5 separate regions of the Mus musculus genome follow, and regions 1, 3, 4 and 5 are each linked to region 2. Evidence: chromatin contacts called from public Hi-C, HiChIP or PLAC-seq and promoter capture Hi-C data. All regions are on one chromosome and are shown on one strand. The core of a region is the stretch at or near the end of the contact, and the rest is flanking DNA. Distances in the headings are between cores, read along the strand shown.

The links. A called contact is a pair of places that touch in the nucleus more often than the background predicts. HiChIP or PLAC-seq counts read pairs in DNA pulled down with a chosen protein or histone mark. Capture Hi-C pulls out chosen DNA fragments and counts their contacts.
Region 1: a contact with region 2 is called in a FOXA1 HiChIP or PLAC-seq map of pancreatic cancer cells. The contact joins the enhancer-like site here to the promoter of Slc46a3 in region 2. A contact is called at or near these places in 1 of 39 promoter capture datasets (hippocampal neurons), 3 of 115 datasets of contacts at active chromatin or transcription factors (differentiating embryonic stem cells, large pre-B cells and pancreatic cancer cells) and 1 of 9 other capture datasets (embryonic stem cells).
Region 3: a contact with region 2 is called in an H3K27ac HiChIP or PLAC-seq map of embryonic stem cells, with 4 times the contacts expected there. The contact joins the promoter of Urad here to the promoter of Slc46a3 in region 2. A contact is called at or near these places in 4 of 39 promoter capture datasets (the HPC-7 cell line, hippocampal neurons, neutrophils and 1 more), 1 of 15 datasets of contacts at CTCF or cohesin (pro-B cells), 3 of 484 Hi-C or Micro-C datasets (B cells, the G1E-ER4 cell line and embryonic stem cells) and 4 of 115 datasets of contacts at active chromatin or transcription factors (the SCID.adh cell line, T-cell acute lymphoblastic leukemia, embryonic stem cells and 1 more).
Region 4: a promoter capture Hi-C map of adipose tissue shows a contact between it and region 2, with 2.8 times the contacts expected there. The contact joins the promoter of Gtf3a here to the promoter of Slc46a3 in region 2. A contact is called at or near these places in 7 of 39 promoter capture datasets (the 3T3-L1 cell line, embryonic stem cells, hippocampal neurons and 4 more), 2 of 484 Hi-C or Micro-C datasets (B cells and CD4 T cells), 2 of 115 datasets of contacts at active chromatin or transcription factors (extraembryonic endoderm stem cells and thymic regulatory T cells) and 3 of 9 other capture datasets (adipose tissue, liver and macrophages).
Region 5: a Hi-C map of B cells shows a contact between it and region 2, with 17 read pairs. The contact joins the enhancer-like site here to the promoter of Slc46a3 in region 2. A contact is called at or near these places in 2 of 39 promoter capture datasets (embryonic stem cells and pre-B cells), 1 of 15 datasets of contacts at CTCF or cohesin (pro-B cells), 3 of 484 Hi-C or Micro-C datasets (B cells, the G1E-ER4 cell line and embryonic stem cells) and 8 of 115 datasets of contacts at active chromatin or transcription factors (DN3 thymocytes, the SCID.adh cell line, T-cell acute lymphoblastic leukemia and 5 more).

The regions. Positions count from the first base shown.
Region 1 is chr5:146,915,570-146,918,314 of GRCm38.p6, forward strand. No RefSeq gene overlaps it. Among named protein-coding and RNA genes, the nearest start is that of Gm10858, 20 kb to the left of the region's middle. Within about 2 kb of position 1,487, at least 22 of the 459 cell types and tissues checked have an H3K27ac peak or open chromatin away from gene starts, as enhancers often do. A contact at or near this core is called in differentiating embryonic stem cells, embryonic stem cells and pancreatic cancer cells, where this site is marked.
Region 2 is chr5:147,893,517-147,896,216 of GRCm38.p6, forward strand. It overlaps Slc46a3 (solute carrier family 46, member 3), which reads right to left and starts at 1,299. Exons shown (of 6, transcript NM_027872.4): 1 at 965-1,299; 2 at 317-529. The coding sequence starts at 505.
Region 3 is chr5:147,321,183-147,323,910 of GRCm38.p6, forward strand. Urad (ureidoimidazoline (2-oxo-4-hydroxy-4-carboxy-5) decarboxylase) reads right to left here and starts at 1,258. Exons shown (of 2, transcript NM_001039678.2): 1 at 975-1,258. The coding sequence starts at 1,149.
Region 4 is chr5:146,947,396-146,950,095 of GRCm38.p6, forward strand. It overlaps Gtf3a (general transcription factor III A), which reads left to right and starts at 1,262. Exons shown (of 9, transcript NM_025652.3): 1 at 1,262-1,580. The coding sequence starts at 1,386.
Region 5 is chr5:147,339,798-147,342,497 of GRCm38.p6, forward strand. It overlaps Flt3 (FMS-like tyrosine kinase 3), which reads right to left. Exons shown (of 24, transcript NM_010229.2): 20 at 1,416-1,538. Among named protein-coding and RNA genes, the nearest start is that of Urad, 19 kb to the left of the region's middle. Within about 2 kb of position 1,409, at least 83 of the 459 cell types and tissues checked have an H3K27ac peak or open chromatin away from gene starts, as enhancers often do. A contact at or near this core is called in B cells, DN3 thymocytes, the SCID.adh cell line and 4 more, where this site is marked.

The sequences.
Region 1 (2,745 bases), core at 237-2,736, 980 kb before region 2:
TTGTTGTTTTTGTTTTTTGTTTTACGTAGTCCTGACTGTCCTAGAACTCTCTCTCTCTAGACCAGGCTGGCCTCAAACTCAGAGCTCTCTCTGCCTTGGCTTCCTGAGTGCTGGGATTAAAGATCTGAGCCACCACCGCCCAGCAATCCTTTAGAATATATACTATATATTTAATACTATTTTCACTTCTTCTGAATTCACACTCATCTCCCCATCCATTTGAGTTCCCTTTTGTTTTTTAAATGTAAATTTCTCCCAACTCCAGCTTGTGCCTTCCATGTACTTCTCTGGGTGTGGGGCCATATACTGAGGTGTGGCTGACCTACCTGGAACCACAGAGTCTATTTTGAGAGATCAGTAACCAGCAATCTTCTGTACTCTTGTTGGCAGGGGATTAAACTTAGGGACTCCCACCTGCTTTGTTTTTTGATGGAAAAGGAGACATTTTGCCATGGAGAACAAGAAACACTGTGTACCACCAACACCAAAGACAGAGCTTAAGGTCAAGAGATATCTTCAAAAGACAGTCCAAGCACCCAATGTATATTGACTGGTACTGTTAGAAATAAACGAGATTTGTGTGAGAGAGCTTTGTGGACTCTAAATGTCCTTCATGGGGCTAAGAGAGAGAGGGGATCTATCTCTAGGGTGACGGATGGTACACTGAAGGAGAGTTTCCCAGAAACCCAGGTAATTGTTGTGCACCCCGAATGCAAGTCTGAAGCCAAAACTTAGACAAGTCAAGTCTGTGGACACATTCCCAAATTTGAAAAACTCCCCAAGTCAGAAACACGCTGGTCCTAGGCATGTCACACCGGGTGCAAGCAAATATGTTTGTACAGACATCAGTCAGCAAGCCTGGGGCAGCTCCGTCTCTGCCCATCAGGGGGCTCCACTCCTTTTCTTGGATTATGTGACTGGACTCCACACTCTGTGTGGAAGGCTCCCTACCCTTACTCCCCGGCTCATCTATGATCTAGATTAAAGCCCCAGGGCAGCCGCAGATGGAGAATCACAACCTCAGCTAAAATAGACGGCCTCATAGAAATGCTGTCCAGGCTGGGTGCGCATCAGAAGCCAGCCTGGTCTACATAGTGAGTCTCAGGCTAGCCAGTGCTACAATGGGAGAAAAAAAAAAGCGCTATTCAGTTCGAATAAGAAACATCTCCCATAGGCTCAAATAGTTAAACACTTGGCCCCCAATTTACGGTAACATTGTCTGTGGAGGACTAGAAGGTGTGACTTTACTGGAGAACGTAGGTCACTGGGGCTGGGGGGTGGGGGGGGGAAGCGTGTTGACCTCTAGAAATGGCCATTTTGAGAATGCTCTTGATGCTTTGAGCTTGTGTTTGAAAATGTGAGCTCTCAGCTTCCTGCCCCTCCTACTGAGCCTGCAGTTTGCCGCCAAGCCTCCCTGCTGTGGTGGTAAGTACACTAAACCCTTCCTTCTGTAAACCGACTGACTCCCTCGTGGGGTATTTTGTCGCTGCAACAGGAAACTGACTAAGACAAGCTCCAGGAGGCTAGACATTAATAATACATGGCTGGGGCTGGAGAGATGTCTCAGCAGTTAAGAGCACTGGCTACTCTTCTAGAGGTCCTGAGTTCAACTCTCAGCAACCTGACCATCTATAATGTGATATGATTCCCTGGCTGGCATGCAAATGGGATACTCATACACATAAAATAAAGTTTAAAAAAAGAGAGAATATGTTGCTGGCAGCACTTGGGAGGCAGAGGTAGGTGGAGCTCTAAGTTCAAGGCCAGCCTGGTCTACAAAGAGAGTTCTAGGATAGCCAGGGCTACACAGAGAAACTCTGTCTCAAAACAAAAGAATTCATTATTGGCCACATGTGTGATACAAGCCAAGGAGGCTAAGAACTGGAGACCTAGGGCCAGCCTGGGCTATAGTGAAATCCTGTCTCAAAACACCAGAAAGCTAAGAAAAGAAAAAAAATCCATTCTGGTATCTTTGAATAACTTAAGATTAATGGGAGACTCAGCCATCGGGGTTCTTTTTTTTTTTTTTTTTTTTTTTTTAATTTATTTATTATATGTAAGTACACTGAAGCTGTCTTCAGACACTCCAGAAGAGGGCGCCAGATCTCGTTACGGATGGTTGTGAGCCACCATGTGGTTGCTGGGATTTGAACTCCTGACCTTCGGAAGAGCAGTCGGGTGCTCTTACCCACTGAGCCATCTCACCAGCCCCATCGGGGTTCTTTTATTTTATATCTCTCTGCCCCTGGGTCTTAAATTAAAAAGAATGACAACAAAAACCCCACTTGGTTCTCATAATTTTCAAATCTACTATACATATATTTTAGTATGACTGTACAAGTTCTGTATTATTGCCTCTATTTTCAGATAATGAGGTTAACTTGACATTGAAAAACCATGAAGTAGGGGCTAGAGAGATGGCTCGCAGTTAAGAACACTGGCTGCTCTTCCAGAGGTTCTGAGTTCAATTCCCAGCAACCATGAGGTGGCTCACAACCATCTATAATGGAATCTGAAGCCCTCTTCTTGTATATCTGTAGGCAGTGACAGTGTATTCATATACATAAAACAAAAATAAAATATTTGAAAAAAACAATTTAAAAAAAGAAAGAGGGCTGGTGAGATGGCTCAGTGGGTAAGAGCACCCGACTGCTCTTCCGAAGGTCCGGAGTTCAAATCCCAGCAACCACATGGTGGCTCACAACCATCTGTAAGAAGATCTGACTCCCTCTTCTGGAGTGTCTG
Region 2 (2,700 bases), core at 49-2,548:
GAGACCAAGGAAGAGTGGGTGAGATTGTAGTGAGATTTCCTAAGGATAAAAGAGTTGGTCCCACAAGGTGGGTGGGGATTGGGGACAGGAGTGGAGGTGCCTTAGAGAGTTAGAAAGAGCCAGATTAAAGGTGTCAAGAGGAACTATTAACCGAAATAGGAACAGAGAGAAGGTGGCTTAATTTCAGTGTGTGTGTGTGTGTGTGTGTGTGTGTGTGTGTGTGTGTGTGGTCACACCTTGGAGAGCCTCTTTGGTTTGGAACCTGTTTCCATTCCCTGTGACTCCAGGATGGGAGGTTTTAATTTTAATTTCTTACCTCCCGGAATGCAAAGATGGAGCTGCTTTTGTTTTGGTCACACTCAGAGCCATTGCTATTGGAAGCAAAGGTGTAGTTACCGGTTTCCTCCCAGATCCTCCGGTACACGTACTGCGCTGTCAGCGGGATGGTCAGAGTCATAGCAAACGCGTTCAGGAGAATGGCGGGCTCTATGAATGAAATCTTCATATTGCTCAAGTGGGCAGATCGAGTCTATTGCAGAGCGGGAAGCGGGAGGAGAGAAACGGGGCGAGTGTGGGGGGGGGGGATAGAAATCATCAGTTGATTTTTTATCCCAGAGGCTAAATTCTCAAAAGTGGGGAAGTTGGAACAATGTGTCATAAACAAACATTAGCAAGCAAAAAGAGTTCCAGATTTCTGAGAGAGTGCCCTTGCCGGGAGAGGGTACCCTAGTTCTCTCCGAGGAGCAGGGACTAAGTCAACCTCCGCCCCCGACTCCGCTTAGCTAATGCTCACAGTGCTGAGCAGAACAGCACCGGCCGGTTCCCATAAGGTAAACAATGAAGTTACCCGGGGACCCGGAGGTTATGTAATTACTATTATTTTGGCTGCAGGTTAAGGGCCTTGTAAAAAGCAGCTCCCGATCGGAAGGGGAGTTTAGTTTCTGTTTTCGTTTTTAAAACTCACCCCACGGTTACAGTTTTCCTGCTAGGCTAGGCACAGGTGGGACCGTAGTCGGGACTGTGTTCTCCGTTACCCAGTGCGGGGCGTAGCGCCCCCGGGTTTTCAGCACGGTTCGCCAGCTGGGAAGAGCCAAAGGAAGGGGCAGCGAGGTGGAGCTAGACCGCAACAGGGGGACGTCCCTTGGGACGGGACACTCGAGCCCTGTTAGAAGGCAAAGAGAAATAAGCGCACCTCCCGGACTCTGTTGGCCCTGGACTCAGTCCCCGCCGCTCCCCGCGCCGCCGCACTCTTGGTCTTTGGGCCCTAGTGGTGACTCGGCCGCCGAGCATCATCACTCTGCCAAGAGCTGGCAATCTTCGGCCGGAGCTGTCACCCGCTTCCCTAGCTCGCTTGTGATTGGGTATGGCGGCCGGCGCCCCCGTAGCGATTGGTCTAGCGCAGTGTCATTCTCTTGCACCCGCCCCCGAAGGTTCAGCGGCTGAATCTCCCCGAGTTGCTGGGCAAGTTGGGTGATCCCGGCAGCTCTGCGAAGGTTCTGCTAAGCGTATCTGGATAGGATTATTGGTTTTCGCTGAAGCGCCGTGGAGTCATAGGTATCTGGATCGAGAGTTCGAGACTAGCCCAACGATATAACAAGACTCCTGTCCAAAGCAGATAATGATAATAATAATAATGATAATAATGATGATAATAATAAGTGGTTGGAAACGTCATACGCTAGGGTTGCAGTTCACTGCAGCATTCCGGTGGACCCAGCAAGCGTCTGCACAAGCAATGTGAGAGAGAAGACACTGAAAGTTCATGAGAGGAGAAGAGTTCCGAGTAGGGGAGTTGTTGGCCTTGGGAAAATTTAAACGAAATATTCACTACATTTTACGTAGTCATTTATTTTATGTGTATGCCCACGCCGAGCAGAGGTCAGAAAATGGTGCTAGAATTTGTGTTACAGGCAGTTGTGAGCTGCCCTGAGAGCGTAGAAACGGAACCCAGAGCAGTAAGTGTTCTTCATTAGTGAGCTTCTCTCCAGCCACCCCTGCTGAGTTGCGGGGGAGGGGATTGTTAAATCTCTCTGAAAGTCGGCTCTTTCTCTGTTGAGAAGATGTAAGTAAGTCTCACAAAGCCATGGCAACACCCTAGACAGTAGGACCGCCGCTAATGGCCGCCAACGCGCACAGCTGGAGCACACCTGCAGCTGATAGGGGGTTACTTCCTGAGGAAGAGAAGCAAGCTGAGAGTTCTGTGATTTGGGGACCCGTCCAAAAAAGGAAGACCTTAGGCTGGAGTGGTTGCGTCAGGAAGTGGGGGACAATCCTGCAAATGCGCCTCTTACTCTTATCTAGAGATCAAGGTCAGATGTGGGCCAGAGCCTTATTGATAAAGGAGTAACACTCCAGACTATGGGCTATTTTTGCCCAGATGAGAGTACTGGTGCAATGCTCCTAACCACTGAACCACCCTCTCTCGAGGCAGATCTGGAACAGCTTCAGAGTGGGAAGGGCGGCTAAAGGAGCTGACTAGCAGAAAAGGATATTCTGTACTGGAGAGAAGGCGATCTGATGACTCTAGATAGCCACAGAGAGAATTGAGGAAGTAACTCTCAACATCGCACTCTTGACAGTTTCACAGCACTGTACAATCTTCATATGCCTAAAATAACAAACATTGCTGCTAGCTGATCTACAGAGTTTGATTGATTTCCAACCTCTTGTTGACAATTTTTCTTCTTCTTCTTCTTCTTC
Region 3 (2,728 bases), core at 8-2,507, 570 kb before region 2:
GACGCCTTTGCGAGCATCTTTGGGGGGTGGGGAATGTGTGCTTAAAATTGATCTCCAGTCCACTGGAAGAGCAGCCAGTGCTCCTAACTGCTGAGCCATCTCTCCAGTCCTCAGCTTGATTTTATAACCTGGACCTGTGCTCTTCCTCTGTAAGTTCTCATAGGCAGCCATACAGAGGAGTCTGAGAATCCACAGAGTGTCACAGCCATACTGAACGCAGCTGCGAGTGCCTGCTCTGTCCTGAGACCACCCTCCTGACCGAAGACTAAGAACAGTCTCAAGGGCAGGTGACTCCTACCCTCTGACTTTGTTCCCCAAGGGCATGTCGGGTTTATTCTCAGAACCCATAGTAGCCTATGAACAGGGACTATGTACCTTTGGACCTTCGGCCGCTGTGCCATCCTGAATAAACCTCTACCCCCTCTTCTCCCCACCCTGTGGCCCACTCTCCCCAGAAAACATTGCTTTGCTCCCATTTTACTTCTCTCTGCAAAGAGTCTTGGGATCTAAATGAATGCATCCTTGTCTGGTCCAAACCGGCCCTTTTTTTTTGAAAATCGCTCAGCGCTTCCCGTTCCTCTCTGGGGTCCCTGGGAGGTCCTCGCTATCCTCTCTTTCATCCAGGGCATTGCCAAAGTGGGCCTTCAGCTTCTGAGTCACCAAGGCCTTTGCCCTGTTCCCATTCTTGACCTCCAATAGCCCTGGCCGTCCTGGAACTCGCTCTAGATCAGGCTGGTCTCGACCTCAGAGATTGTCCTCCCTCTGCCTCCGCTGTCCTCGGCCATCCATGCTACCTTGCCCATCCCGCCCCCATGTTCTTGTGTCCACCTTCAAGAGACTAGCGTTTGAAAGGATGTCTACTGATCCTTCTAATAATCCCGGCTAAATAACTGAGTAAGGAGGCTAAAGTAATCTAAAATATTTTTATATACAATATTGAAAATGACTTCGCGCACACGGTCCTGAAGTCTTACCTGATCTCGGGAGAGCATCAATAAAGGCAAAAAAGTGATTTTCTAAGTCTTCCAAGCCAGAGAATGGACGCTGGGACCAGACAGCAGCGGCAATCAGAGGGCATTTCTCAACAATGTTCCCAAACACATCCACAAATTCTCCGAAGTCCATGGAATTGACCTTCACCATGTCCATGGCTGATCCTGGACTGGAGGCAGTGTTCTGCCCTGCCTGTGGTCCGCTCTCATCGAGCGAGTGAGCTAATTCCTCCTCATGGGTTGTGTTTGCTGAACACACATGCTGGCCCTGTGCAAGGGCAGCTGACCCTGGTTTAAATATCTCTGGGAGGAGCTTATCCAGAACGGTCCTGCGATGAGAAACACAGGTTTAACTGTTTTGTTGGTGGTAGGGGTAATATGTGTGCTGGAGACAGAACCCAGGGTCTCACGCATGCTCGAGGAGCACCCGAATACTGAGCTATCCGCCACCTCCGCTTAAGGCTATGATCAGGAGAGCAGAGACTTCTGCAGAAAGAATGATTCCACCCGAGGCATTGCCATAACAAGAGGTGGCGGCGGTGGCCGTATGTAATGAGACAGACACTTGGTGCCATTACCATCTTGTCTGTGTGCACGTATGCTTTTACCTGCATGTAATCTGTGTACCACATGCAGACCAAACAGGTGGCCCTGTGACCTGCCTGGATTACCAGGACAGTGTCCTCAGGGACAACCCTGGTTCTGTCCCCAGCACCCACACGGTAACTCACAAGCACCTCATCTGTCCTTGCTGTTGCTCTAGAGCACAGGCACTGCGTTTTAATCTTTCTTTGAACTCTAAATGCTTAACACCACATAGACTTAATTAGTGTAAACAGAACAGGGTAAGGTGCCTCTGGTGGAGTGTGCTATCTTCTCTCGTTTAAAAAAATATTTTTTTAATTAGGTGTATTTTGTATGTGTACAAGCGTGTGTGTGTGTGTGTGTGTGTGTGTGTGTGTTTGTGCCCAAGAAGAGAGGGTTGAATCTGCCTTCCAGGTTCTCACCTTGAGTTCTTGGCTTGGATTCTTTCAACAACAGCCTATAAACTATAAACTGAAACAAACCTTTGCCTTCCCTAGATTGTTTTTGGTAAGTGTTTTATCACAGCAGCAGTTTATCTAAGGCTGTTACTGGTGGTGTTCTTCACGGGGTAGGGGTGGGGTGGGGGATGGAGGGGGGAGCGGGGAGGGGAAACAGCCTAGAAAAGATTAGAAAGACCACAGACCACAGCAAGGGGGTGGGGTAGGGGCATGCGCCACAAAGAGAGGCGCCCCTGCCCTAGTGTGTGGGAAGGAGAGGGGCTCTGATCTCAGGAGAACTCAGTGTGGGACTAGGAACAAGCACGAAAAGCGCTCATTATCGCGAGTCCAGAAACGATTGCACCCTGGACAAATTCTCCCCAAAGACGCCTTGTTTTCCTTTCGCCCAATATTTGCCCTTCTAGGTACCAAGGGGCAGTAACAAGTCAAACCTGGTGTTTGACACTCTGTTTCGGAAACTGTGGTGCTCGGGCGCCCCCTGCTGGTACAATCACTATAAAGCACTGCTTGAAGGGGTGGCCTTAGCCTACAGGCTAAAGGATGTTAAAGGGGGTGAAACCTTGTAAAGTTTTCCCCATCCGTATTGGCATGTCAGCCGGTGATGTCATTATACAGGTCTGGACAACTATGTTGGTGAGATTAGACCGGTGAGACTTCCCTATTCCTGTCTAAAAGGCACTATCTAGCAGCAGA
Region 4 (2,700 bases), core at 12-2,511, 950 kb before region 2:
AAGAACCTGAATCCTGGCTGGGTCCCATATTGTCTAACCAGGGTTATCAAGCAGGAGGAGAAAAAGAAGATGAAGAAGTCCAGGCTGCTTGACTGAGACCAAAATCCTTGGAAAACAATGGTCACAGGGGTGGGATCTCAGAATCTTCTAGAAGCTCATCTTCAGGGAAAAGGAGAGACAGAAGACTGGAGCTGAAAGAAGAGTGTCCGCTGATGGGGTAGAGCAGACAAGAGAGTGAGAAAGGGGAAGAGGGACTGGAAGGAAGGAAGAGCCGGCCAGCAATCTGCACATGCGCATGGGGCATGACTACAAGGAGCAGAGGGGGCCGTGAGCATGAGATCCCAACAGGGCCGCACAGAGAATGACCTGTCAACAGTGTTGAGACCGCCCTCCATTCAATCCTTTTTCTTGTAGATTAGTTTGACTGGAATAAAGTACATTTTAACCTTCTTCAGTAAAGATATTCATTAAAAAAAAAAAAAAAAAAAAAAAAAAGCTGGGTGTGGTGGCGCACGCCTTTAATCCCAGCACTCGGGAGGCAGAGGCAGGCGGATTTCTGAGTTCGAGGCCAGCCTGGTCTACAAAGTGAAGTCCAGGTCAGCCAGGGCTATACAGAGAAACCCTGTCTCGAAAAACCAAAACCAAACAAACAAACAAACAAACAAACAAGCTTTAAGATTTCCCATGGTTGTCGTCATCCAACTAGCAGAAAGATCGGTTCTGCCCTTCATTGATGCACTACACTTTGCCAGGGAGGATTCGAATAGGGTATTTTCCAGTCTCTGCCATTACGGAGATTAAATCAAGATAAGGGAAAGAGGAAATCCCACAACTGAAAACAGCGTCAAACACTAGAGGACTCAGTGATACAAAAGGAAAGTTGACAAAACACCAGCACAATTGCTGTCAGAAATTAAGGTTTAATTGGTCCTGGTTAAGTTCTGGGCTTCGGAATTTTGAAAAAAAATTCCACGTGACTCGAAGGAGCAGACAAGCTTGGGATTCACCATGTCCTGAGGCTAGTGGCAGGATGCAGAGGGCAAAACTGGAATGTGAAAAACAGGCCACCTTAAGTCATGTCAGGTTGATATTTGGGACGTTTAAGCAGCGCTTCCGTTTCCCTAAGCCGCGAAACCAGAGCCCAGAGCCTGGCTGCCTCTCGCCGTGGACGAGTCCTGGATGCGCATGTGCAACCGGGCTCTACGGCCTCTGGGAGCATGCGCAGTCGTGGCGCGCGTGGGGGGGGGGCTAAGGGGCGGGGCCTGGAGCCTTAGCGGGCCGCGTTCCCGGAAGTTCAAAGTCTCCGGGCGCCAGTGGCTTGCGTCCCGCGTTCCCGGGGACGGCACGTGGCTGCCCCGCGTCAGCCCGGGCCCGATCGTGTCGCCCTGGAGCCGCGGGTGTCAGTCGCGGAAGCGGTGTCGTCGCTGACCATCGCGGATGCGTTCGTCGGGGCCTGTGAGGGCCCCGCGCCGCCGCGCCCCGCGCTGCCCAGCAGGTTCATCTGCTCCTTTCCCGACTGCAGCGCCAGTTACAACAAAGCCTGGAAGCTAGACGCGCACCTATGCAAACACACGGGGGAGGTAACCTGGCCGCCCGTGTGCACGGCAGGGCCTGGCGCAGGGGCTGCGTCCTGGGCTTGGCTGGGGCAGGGCAGGGCAGGGCAGGGCAGGGCAGGGCAGGGCAGGGCAGGGCAGGCGCTCTGCAAAGACCGAATTCTAGGATGTCAGGATTTCCTGCAAGCAACAAGTGTGCACCCTTTTAATTGCAGGCGGGCTTTGGTCGGGTACTAAGGCTGTGGGTAAAGGTGGTCAGGAAAAGCCTTCCTGCTTGGCCCTTTACCCTGGTTCTTATATTTGGTTGTACCCTGGTCTATCTCTTGACAGACTTACCAACCCACTGTTGTCCCTCATAACATACTTTGTAACTTTATCCCTGTTTCTCTTTGACCATTCTGTTCCCACATTTTGGCCTTTCTTTGTCCCTGTGTCCGAGGCAGAGCTTGCTTTCTAGTGGACACTTAAAAGTTGTGGTTCATCACCATCATCATTATTATCATTGTTTTTTTGAGACGGGGTTTCTCTGTGTAACTCACTCTGAACTCACTCTGTAGACCTGACTGGCCTCGAACTCAAAGATCCACTTGCCTCTGCCTCCAGAGTGCTAGTATTAAAGGTGTGCACCACCACACGTGGCTTTGAAGTTGTGTTTATTGTTCCAAACTCGACAATAATTTGATTAGTACGGGTCCTGCCCTGGGACTGGATCTGAACAAGGTTCTTTGACGCCGTGCTGAGCAGTGTGGCTCACTTGTGTCTTCCTGTCCACTGGCTGTGATTGAAGGCTTGATGCCACCTTTCCTGTATTTCAGATTATTTCCATAGTTGGGAAACACAGAACTGGATGTTAGGATATGATATAGCTTTACTGTGGATTCATGACAGCATCCCCTTCCCCACCTCCAGGGTCCCACTTGGAGATTGTGTTTGGGGCTGGGAGCTGTTTCCTTCGGTTGCCTTTGCACCTGTGAGCTTTTTCAGCTGTTGTGACACATTTAACTGTCTCTGTGCCTGCTATCTCTTAGTATGGACACAGGTCACCTGCGATGAGATGCAACCTTTCCTCTGCCTCTTTGCTGTAAAATGATGCTGTAGCAGAGATCTGGGCAGACAGGCTATCTGGGTTCAAAGCCACCTTGAAAAG
Region 5 (2,700 bases), core at 159-2,658, 550 kb before region 2:
TCCCCTCCCCCTCCCCCCTGCCCCCCTCCCCCAGCACTGGCTGAACACACAGCACCAGGGGGACTTGCACCAAGGTGTCCTAATTCCTTCTTTTTCTTCCTCATTCTGAGGCTTGAACCAAAGCCTCGCGAAGGCCAGGCCAGAGCTCTACGCCTGAGCTCTTCAGCCCTTACTGTTCATTTCATTCTTTCTTTCTTTAAAAATTTGATGCCAGGGGGACATGGTGGCAGCGCACATCCTTAGCCCCAGTGCTCCAGAGGCAGAGGCAGAGGCAGAGGCAGGCAGATCTCTGTCTGAGTTCCGAGGCCAGCCTGGTCTACAGAGTGAGTTCCAGGACAGCCAGGGCTACACAGAGAAACCCTGTCTTGAAAAATGAAAAGAAGAATAATTATGTTTTTATTCCTGTGCATGTGTGTGGGCGCTGGGGGAGGGTGCATGCTCGGCACACAGGTGAAGGTCAGAGGTCAACTTATACCATTCCAGTTTTTCCACCATGTGTTTTTGGGGGGCAACTCCAGCCCTCAGGCTTGGTAGCAACTACCTTTACCTGCTGAGACATCTCACTGTCTATCTGTCTGTCTATCATTGTCTATATGTCTTCTGTCTGTTTATCTATCAATCATTTGTCTGTTTATCTATCTATCATTTTCTGTCTATCTTTCTTTCTCTCTCTCTTTCTTCCCTTCTTAAACATTCATTTTTTGCCTCATCATACTTTGAATTGATTTTCACTTATGTGTAAGTATGTGCACATGAGCACACATGTCCAAAGAGGCCAGAGGCACTAGATTCCTTGGAGCTGGAGTTATAGATGCTTGCGAGCATCCTGCCGTGGGTGCTGGGTATCAAACTTGGGTCCCCTGGAAAAGCACTCTATGCTCTTAACCACTGAGCCATCTCTCTGGCCCCCTCACATTCTCTTTGAACGAACACATGTCAGTTATGTTGTATTTGGAGTCTTCCTGAACTCTTCATATAGTAACAGGGTAACAAACGCTACCAGTTAACTACAGCACCTTTAAACTTTATAGTGAATACCTGTGTGCTGCCTGTTCAGAAAAAAAAAAAACAAAAAGCTTTTTATACATGCTAGCTTGTCTCATGATCGGAAACATAAAACACATATAAAGCCACTTTATAGCTAAGGAAACCGAAACAGGTCTGAGTAAGGGCATTTTTTTTTTCAGGTGAAGATCTCATGCCAACCCCTAATGGATCTGTTCTGAGTGGCCAGCCCCCCAGAGATGCGTGGCTATTTTGCTTAGCTCTTAGTGAGCACAAAACAATCTTTTCAGCCTAAAGAAGTGAAGCACTGGGAGTTTTTTTTTTCTCCCCTTGGTGTCACCATAAATCAAAAACGCATCACAGAGAGTGCAGGTGTTTCCTGTACTCGTGACAAAAAGCAAACGGCTCACGTTGCCCCTGACGACGTAGCTGGAGTCGCTCAGGATGTCTCGGGCCAGTCCAAAGTCACAGATCTTCACCACCTTCCCGTGGGTGACCAACACATTCCTGGCTGCCAGGTCTCTGTGGACACACTGGAAGAGAGAGGCTTGAATGACATGGTCTGTGACTTACACCTTCAGAGAGAGACTCACAACAGTTACAGAGGACAGAGACCCATGACTGTCATACATCCCGAGAACACTGGCTGAGTCCTAAGTTAACTCAGCTGCAGTCATCTGAGGCATCCCTGGAGCTATGAGCCAAAGAAGTGCCAAAGGGGGCCTTCGCCTAGCTCCAGAGACGCTTCTAACAGCCGGCTTCCTGTGCGTGCGTGTGTGCGTGCGAGAACAGAATCCCTTTTGGATAAAGAACTGGCTTTCAGAATAAAAGTGCATCATATCTGACAGGCCTAGTGGTGCAGATCCATAATCGCAGCACTGGAGAGGCTGAGGCAGGAGGATTTCTAAGTTTGAGGCCAGCCTGGACTACACATAGAGGTCGTGTCTCTAAATGAATAAATAGATTAAGATTGAAGAAAGCATTCAGAAGAAGTGAGTTTGGGGGGACCAAAGAGATGATAGCTCAGTGAGAAAACGCATTAACCATGTAACCCTGATGTCCTGAGTTCGATTCCTGGGTCCCACAGTGGAAGAATTAACTCCCACAGTTTGTCCTCTGACTTCTGCACACACACTACGGTACATGGGCCCCACATTCTCATACACACACACACACACACACACACACACACACACACACACACACACACTTGCTTTCACATGCACATACAGGGTACAGGGGGCAGACAGACAGACAGAAGATAACGATGAGTTTCGAGGAGTACATGAGAGTAGAGCCCAGAGTCTCTGAAGGGAATGAACTCTGTAAGAGAGCACATGGTGTCCATGGGGGTCCACTACGCTCTCCTCAGCCTTTAAAAGAACAAAGCCTATAAAAACAGGAATGTCTGTGCCGTGACTCCTGCCCTCCTTCTCCAAGTCTGGCTTTCTTCATGTGGCATCTCCTAGATGTCTGTCCCCATCCCCATCATGTCCTCCTGACTACCTGCCCTGCCCGTATTCTTCCCAGCTGCTCTGGGAAGGCTCCTTCTGACCAGCAAGAAGGCTGCCCAGCCTGGACTGGCTTTGACTAGTCCCTCTCCCTCTGGATTCCATCCGAGGGAGGCTCTCTTGCTCTCTTGCCTGTTCCTCACCCCTTTTTCCTTGGGGTAGCCATGCTAACTTTAGTGACAGT